Linked DNA regions of Triticum aestivum: region 1 is linked to region 2. A link is a contact called in public Hi-C data. All regions are on one chromosome and are shown on one strand. Each heading gives the region's core, a stretch centred on a gene start, on an enhancer-like site or on the middle of the called end of the contact. The rest is flanking DNA. Distances are from core to core; before and after follow the strand shown.

Region 1 (4,033 bases), core at 679-3,178, 180 kb after region 2:
TGCCGTTGCCGCCGACGCCGTCCATGCCCATTGCGGAGGCCGTTCTCCTGTTGTGGGGAGGCCGGCGCAGCTGCGGAGTCCAGACGAGGTCCTCCACGACATCGTCGTCCTCCCCGTCGCTCCGGTCGAACACAATGCTCTTCCCCTTCGGCGGTGATGGCGGGTCTCGTGCTGGTGCGTCCGACCATACCGAGGACACCGTGCTCTTGTCGCTCCACGACGGCGACGGCGACGGAGACGGAGGCTTCTGGGGCCTCCCCGGCGGCCGTGTCTCCCGCTCGGTTGCTCCAGAACTCTGCAAAGGATGGACCTTATCGTGCCCGCGGCCGCCGCCTCTCGGCCCCTTCCCCTGCGACTCCGTCCGGGACAGCTCCACGGCCGCCCGGGCGGCCATGGCAGCGAACGACGCTGACTCGAACGCTGCCTCCGCCGCCATCCTGACATCGTCGTACTTCTTGGATTCCCTCGACGCCTTCTCCTCTGCTCTCTGACGGGCAAGGTTCGACCGGCTCATGTCATCATCAGCAAGCCTCTGCCTCCTCTGCGCCTGGCACACATTGAATTTCTCGCCATTTAGATTACAAATGGGAATGCCTGATGATCTTTTGTCCGATGACATGACACTGACGAACTGACCTCGGAAGTTTCGGTCTTGACCTCAAGCTGTTCGACAGGTTTCTCGGCCGGCACCGGCGCCGGCACCTTCTTGGGTTGTTCATTCTGTTTACTCTGCATCCCAGATCACATAAATGCCATAGCATTATGCCGACTGAATCATGAGAGAATATCTCATCACAAAATTCGCATGAACAAGATGAGTCGTGCAGGCTGCAACCAACCTGATGGACCTCTCCTGGGCCGTCGGGGAAGTCGAGCAAGATGCCGTTCTCGGCGGCGATCTCCCTGGCCAACCTCCTCTGCTGCTCCGCGCTCGCCTTCTCGCCCGATAACCTCTGCACTAACTGCAACAGCACCAACCCTCTTAAATCCCAGCTCCGGTCCACCACCACCACCACCACCACCCGGCGACGGTTGGCGAGGCGGCACGTGAAGCAGCTGGAGCAGACGAACCTACCGTGGGATTGACGACAGCCTGGGAGCCCTCCTTGGCCGCCCGCTCGAATTCCCGGCCGAACTTGCTTGCCAGGATGGCGCGCGCGTCCAGCAGCTCCGGCAGCTCGCCGCAGCGCGCCGACGCGAAAATCAGCCCCGCCGCCGCCGCCTTGATGTCCTCGCCGCACTCTCTGAATGCCATCGAATAATCAACAAATTAGAATCTCACGCCGTAACGTACGGTCAGAGGAGAAACCAAGAGAGCAGGAACGTGGAAGTACTTGGGCTTCTCCAGCTGGGCAGAGTGCTCGACGAGGACCTTGCAGTAGTGCTCGATGATGTCCAGCGCCTCCAGCACGCTGTCCTCCTCCATGACCTGCTCCGCCTGCGCAGCAGCACACACACGCCGTTCGGTGTCAGTACAGCCGTACGGCAAGGGGAACTTGAAAATTTGATTAGGGGCTTGTATGGCGGAGGAGACGGACGCACGTACCCGGGCGAGAGCGCGGTCGAGGTGGCCAATGGAGAGGAGCTGCGCGACGTCGCCGCGCGCAATGGAGCGGCGGCCGAGGCGGGGCCGGCGGACGACGGCGAGGCGCGCGACGGCGAGCTTGACGAGGGACTTGAGCTTGGCGGTCTGCTTGGAGGTGCTCCTGGTGAAGAACCCCATGGCCGCGCTGCTAGCTGGCCTTGACGCTGGACGACCGACGGGCGATGATGGGTCGTCTCTTTCTCTCCCCTCGCCTCCTTATATTGCGCAGACCAATCGCAGGCGAGGAAGAAAAGAGAGGAGAAGAGGACGAAGGCGAGGGGGCGATGGATCGTTTCTTGTGGACTACGGAGTCTGGACTGTGATGTGCTGTGTGATCTTCTGTTTTGGGGAGTAGGGTAGGAGTCGTAGGATCCAAAGTCCCACCCCGGCACGAGGTCGGAGTAACTGCACTCCGTGAACGAACGTGCTGCGGGCGGGGGCCTGGTCAAACGAACTGACGGAAAAGTTACACGGGAAAGCGCCTGCAGAGGAGAATATCAAAAGGGTCAGCCGGGAACCCCAAAAGTGGAAGTAGATCGTGGTCACAGGTTATTACCGCAGCCTATTCGTATGGACCCTGATATTCCACGCAGTCGCGCGTAGCCAACTTGGCTGGTGAATACGTACATTGGTATGTCCACGTCTCACTCTCACCTGCTGCTGCGGTGATTCAGAGTTTACTTTGGCAGGTCTCTTGATTGATGATTTTGATTTTGCCATTGGGGGGAACAAATGAACCTTCTTGGCGTCGATTATTTTTCAGCGGCAAAAGGTCCAACCAATCAACCACTAGCCATGCCATGAAAGAACGCCACCGTGGCATCCATCGTCTACGGGCGCCTTGCCGGGTGGGTGATGTCTTGCTTAGTTGCTTACCAGCGCCACCGTGACATCGTCTACGGCCGCCGGGTGATGCCTTGCTTACTACTCGTTCCCTAATCAGTCCTAGGTCAGATAATTTGTTTATTCTGTATAATAATCGTTCGCTCGGCGGCGATCCCGTGCCGCCGTGGGCCCATGGGACAGGGTGTAAAGCCGGACACTCCGAGCATGTCGCCCGCGGAGCGCGCCGTGAGCAGGACACGACACGGACCGAGCGGCGCAGCAATTCGTTCCATCGGGGTTTGCGGGGTACGTGTCCCTCCCCGCTCGCTTTTGCTACTCTCGTACTACATCATATCATGGCGCAGTTTTGCTATCGTATTCTTTTAGAAACTTTCAATCCATTCATTTTTTAATTATGATGATAAAAAAAACCAGACACGATACAAATTACAATCAAGTCCGTAGCCTAACTAGCAACGGCTGCGAGCAGTGGAGCGGGTCGAAGGCACCCGGCCGTCATTGCCTCTCCCTTTCTAAAACCAGGCAAACTTTGTCGTAATATATAGTCGGAAAGTCGTCATGCTAAGGTTATGTAAGACCATCACACAAAAGCAGCAACCAGCGTTAATGAACAAAGTCATGGATCGAAAAGATCAAATTTGTAAACACCAAAACAAAGGCGAATGAGGACCGGATCTCAACAAATCCACCGGAAATCAGCACTGATCGAGTCCTACAGGATCCGACGGAGACTCACCTCTACACGCCCTCTGACAATGCTAGACGCACCGTCGGGACGAGGATAGAACGTGGAAAACATTATTCCTACTAAGTGACATCGCCGCCGTCACATAGCCCCAACCAAGACACTAAAAGTAACAAGAACGATAACGGGTCCCTCCCGCCAGCAAGGGGCCGAGATCCTCCGCACCTCCATAGCCCAGCAGCCATGGGAGATGAGGCGGACCGGCGGCGGCGCTGTCGGGGAGAAGAGAGAAAGTCTGAGATCTTTTCTTGTAAAGGAGTGTATGATGTGGGAATTGCACGATGTATTGCTCATGTGCAAAGGCACGTACATATGATGTATAAGAGATGGGCCACGGCCTCAACTATACAAGGAACTATGAGGTGGGCGCCCAATACACAAGTATGCACAACACATATACTCAACACCCCCTCCCCCCGGCAGTCGAAGCGGCACCGCTGCTGACGCAAAGATTAGACCGGAACTCCACAAATGACGTCGTAGGCAAGCCCTTGGTCATGATATCTGCAAATTGTTGGGAAATAGGGACGTGTAGAACACGAATATGACCAAGGGCCACCTGTTCCCGAACAAAATGAATATCCAACTCAATATGCTTTGTTCGACGATGATGTACCGGGTTGGCGGAGAGGTAGACCGCCGAAACATTGTTGCAGTAGACCACCATAGCGCAATCCACGTGACAAGAGAGCTCCTGAATAAGCTGGCGAAGCCACGAACACTCGGCGACGACGTTGGCCACCGCACGATACTCAGCCTCAGCACTGGAGCGAGAGACCATAGGCTGACGCTTGGACGACCACAAGATGAGTGAGGGTCCAAGGAAGACACAATAGCCCGATGTGGAGCGACGAGTG
Region 2 (4,281 bases), core at 866-3,365:
CCTAAATAATAGGACTGTAATGTACTCTCGGACGTAAGCAAGAAAATAGACCAATAGTTCATCTACTTTGCCTCCCGTCCCGGGGCGACAGCCCCTCCTGTACCTCTCCTCAAAACCCAAGTTCATAACAATACACTTGAGAGTTGAACATGAAATCACTAAGGCTACTTTGTTCAAAGAAAAGAACATTGAACACCTCATAAGTTGGCCTTCACAGAAAAAAAGGGGAGGGACTTGAATTTGTATACAGTAAATAGAGACTAAAGCATTAACTCAATAAACGACTAAAGAGTTTAGTTTGTGTCTATTCATACAGGTAACGCTTGATTTATGGCTGCTTAGTGGCATGATGAAGACGTAAACTTGTCGCCATGCCGGTCATGACTCATGATACATTTGACAATACCAAACCATCTAGATTACACCAAAATTTATTTTGGATACCCAAATTTTTGGTCGAGCAAACCTAGGCTCAAACCAAACACATCCTGAAGGCCAGAACATTTATAGATCATGGCAAAGAGATACTACAGAGGTATGCGCAGCTCCATGCCAGTGAGGCAAGGCAATTTTCACAGTATCACAAAATAAGACAATGATAATTAAATTGTGTTTTGGCCTTAATTAATCACTTGCAAATAGAGATACCCAAAATAGCGTACAAGGACCAATAATCCAATATACCCTGTTTCATCGGATTATTCCCATTCATTTAATAAATGCACTTCTTGAAAACATAATCCATTACAACAACTTCAGATAGTACAGTGCTTTCAAAAACACAGTTATGGTACAGTGTTTTGATATAGCCTGAGAAAGGATATGACGTACATGCCATCTATATTCACATTTCATATATATCAACAGCACTTCCAGCTAAAATTGATGGGCATGAGCATCAACAGATCACGCCACACTGTTTTTGCAAACAGTAAATTCAACAACATTAAATTTTGTTCTGACGAAATCCACCCATGAGAGAAGACTTACCCATGCAAATGGTCAATGTTTTGTAATCGAGCAGCATCATGTCCCCTGCATTCCACCACAACCACCTTCTCTGTCTTCCTCTGTCACATGAGCATAGGTTAACCTCTACCACACAGACTGCAAATTATATAAGAATAAGAGATAACTGAGTTTTTAGGATATCTGTAGGTAACTTCTGATAGATCCAAGATAAGCCGAGATAGTATCATTTTAGAAAGGAAGGTAAGCTAAGATAGGAAGATAATCTGTCGGTAGAATACATGCTTGGTGGAGAAGAACATAACAGATGTCTGACCTTAAAATTAATGATGGATAGCTTTATAAGGCGGTAATCATCTCCTCGGCTACATTCCCTCTCGCATGGTATCGCTTACATGATAGAAAAGAAAAAGGACACGGCAATATAAGCTAAAGATATCTTCTCTTATCTGTAATAAAGACAAAAGAGTAAAGACAAAGATGTCCACAATTGCAAAAGACAATGGACGGCGAATAGAAGCACATAAATTCATCTTTGTACAATCAAGAACATACCATATCAACTATGCATCATTCTTCAGATAGCACAAGATCAAAAATACCGACTCCCTAATGTAACAGGCTATGGCATATTACACAGCACTGGAATACTGTTATGCTAGCAATCTAGCAGAACTCACAATTCAGTTGGAAATAAAGATAAACTTCTAGACAGATAAGCCCTAATAATATATTGCTATCACTTGTGCTGAACAAAGGGGGGTTTTGGTGGCAACACAAACGATTCAAGCCGAGATGCAGTTGGAGCCCAGCCACACAATGCCCGCGTCTAGAAATTAGGGGTCAATAGATAAACAAGTAGTACAAGGGTGAATGAAGAGAGATGTGTACGGGTGCCCTGGAGGCCGTAGCAGGCGGAGTCCGGGAGGCGGATGAAGTGGCCGGAGATGGCGCCAGAGGGCAGCAGCGCGATGGATGCGACGCCCTCCATCTTCTCGCCGGTATCTCCCTCCTCGACCTGCGGCCCGGCATCCTCCGCCTCCGCCGGCGGCGGCTGACGGTCGCCATTCGCCTGCGAGTCCGACAGAGAGCCCATCGTTCACACCGCGCCCAAGAGCCAGTACGCCGACTAGGAGCGAAAGCGGAAAGTAGTGGCTTTTATGCACATAACCCCCGCCAACCGTAATTTTCTTCGGCTCAGATCCCTGAGGCCTTGCGGGGCTAAGGGGTATCGTTCACAATAAGCTTCAGAGAAAGGGTGTATTTGCTAATTTACCATAGCAAACATCGACTTGTGCTACGCGGCTCTCCCAAAATCCCCAAAGCCCTCGTCCCCCGAAGCCAGATTTCTTCTCCAGCCTTCATCGCACGAGAGGCGGCATCCATGGCGGCGGCGGGCCCAGCCAAGACGGAGGTGCTGTCCCTCTTCCGCGCCTTCCTCCGCACGGCGAGGCAGTTCTCCGACTACAACATCCGCGAGTACACGCGGCGCCGCGCGGCGGACGCCTTCCGCGAGAACCGCGCCCTCGCCGACGCGCCGGCCGCGGCGGCGGCCTTCGCGGACGGGAAGCAGCAGCTGGAGGTGGCCAAGAGGCAGGTGCTGGTCTACTCTCTGTACGCGCCCAAGGCCAAGAGCGTTGTGGAGATGAAGATTCAGTGAGCGACACCAGAGAGAGGTTTCACGCACTCCTTTTTCCCCTTTAGGGTCTGTGCTCTTTTATGTACTGTTAGTAGGGTTATGGCGATCTGACGCTGATAGAAATTCTGCCGTTACTATGTTTGCTGGATAATTGCCATGATACGGTGGTTGCTATTGTTCAATAAGTTCGCAAATTAATGATCATGATACTTTGTGTTTCACATGCCAATTGCACATGTAGAACTACCTGATTGTGGCTTTAGAATTATCGTATAGCCTTGCCTTGGTGTTCTTGCAGCGGTGCTAGTTTTGGCTATTACTACATCCCACTAGCATTTGTGCCCTACTCCATACTTGTCGTGCTGACCATGATCAAATGTGTGGAAGAATTATTAAGGGTGTATTGAAGTCAATCGTGTTACCCATCAACTGTTTGATGAAATGTTAAAATCATGCATCCTCGGTTACAAAGCCAAAACCAGATCAGGTTTTGCTCGACATAAGTTGTTGTGAGAAATGAAATTGACTGGCTATGCACCGAGTAGTGTTTACCAGAATGCCCTGATCCGTACAAGAAAAGGATACCAATGCAAGACACGAGTCATAATGTATACAACTTATTACTTACTAGTTCGATAACACAGACTGCATATGGCAAATAGCCAGTAATAAAACTACAAAAGAAAAATCATGGATCTATTCTTGGCTAGCTGATGACAAGCAAGCAGTGGCGAATCTAGCAGGACATTGGAGGGTAGGCTTAAAACATAGATTTCCTAAGTCTAATTAGCGAATGCATTGCAATTGTTGCATGTAAAGCACCAGAATATATTTGTCAAGTGGTATGTTTAGCTTAAATAGGATTCTGGAGGGTAGGCTTAAGCCTATTGAAACCTCCCTAGTGGAATCGCCACTGCAAGCAAGGTACTATAAAATTTAGTATCGAAAGCAGAGGCCTTCTCAATACTGTCACAATATGGTGAAGCATTGCCACATTGAGACTAAATATGAATCTTACTAAGAATGCGGAGAGCACACATTGAAGCATTCTGTATTGATTTAATGGCTGCTTCTTGCTTGCCGGTCAGGATGCCGGCTTGGGAAGCTGGCATAAGTAGCTGTGTTGGCCCTGCAGGACCAGCACCTTGCTGAGGTTAGTGGTTTCAGTGTCTAAACCATCTGTTATTCTTTTATGTACTCTGCACAAACCATCAACAGCTGGAGGAACCAGTTCATCTGGCTCATCTTTGCTGGAATCATTACCTTTAAACAGGAAAAAGGTGTCTGATACAGGAAACTTGAGTAGTAGCAATATGCATGAGCACTGAGGAGACAATACGGCATTGCAAGTATAGAACATATATTTACATCCTACATTAGTTTGGTGAAATGACCGCAATGCTTACAACTACTACTACTACTGCCCCAAGGCCAATAATTGTCGAAATGCCGCATGCTGGTAAACAAACAGAAAGGCATCCATATGGTACACCTACCACACCGGATTTGGCCTAGGCAAGAACAACTTATGTTCAGCTGGGCAGTTTTCAGAATATCAGTACTTTCCTATTTTAGCACAATTTATCCCAGATGCGTTAATTAGGGCATGTTTGGCTCATTCCTGTGCTGCACTCTGGAATGTGATACTCTTTCTGGTAATCTTTATGTTACAT

Evidence for each region. Hi-C and Micro-C count contacts between places; a contact is called where the count stands out from the background.
Region 1: a contact with region 2 is called in a Hi-C map of leaf, with 4 times the contacts expected there. The contact joins the promoter of LOC123085331 here to the promoter of LOC123085327 in region 2. A contact is called at or near these places in 2 of 5 Hi-C or Micro-C datasets (leaf and root).

What each region holds. Positions count from the first base shown.
Region 1 is chr4A:89,665,225-89,669,257 of IWGSC CS RefSeq v2.1, forward strand. LOC123085331 reads right to left here and starts at 1,929. Exons shown (of 6, transcript XM_044506959.1): 1 at 1,547-1,929; 2 at 1,335-1,438; 3 at 1,076-1,244; 4 at 840-962; 5 at 637-729; 6 at 1-547. The coding sequence starts at 1,723.
Region 2 is chr4A:89,486,653-89,490,933 of IWGSC CS RefSeq v2.1, forward strand. It overlaps LOC123085327, which reads right to left and starts at 2,116. Exons shown (of 5, transcript XM_044506956.1): 1 at 1,861-2,116; 2 at 1,286-1,359; 3 at 991-1,070. The coding sequence starts at 2,065. LOC123085328 (LYR motif-containing protein 4) reads left to right here and starts at 2,268. Exons shown (of 1, transcript XM_044506957.1): 1 at 2,268-2,829. The coding sequence starts at 2,354. The coding sequence ends at 2,629.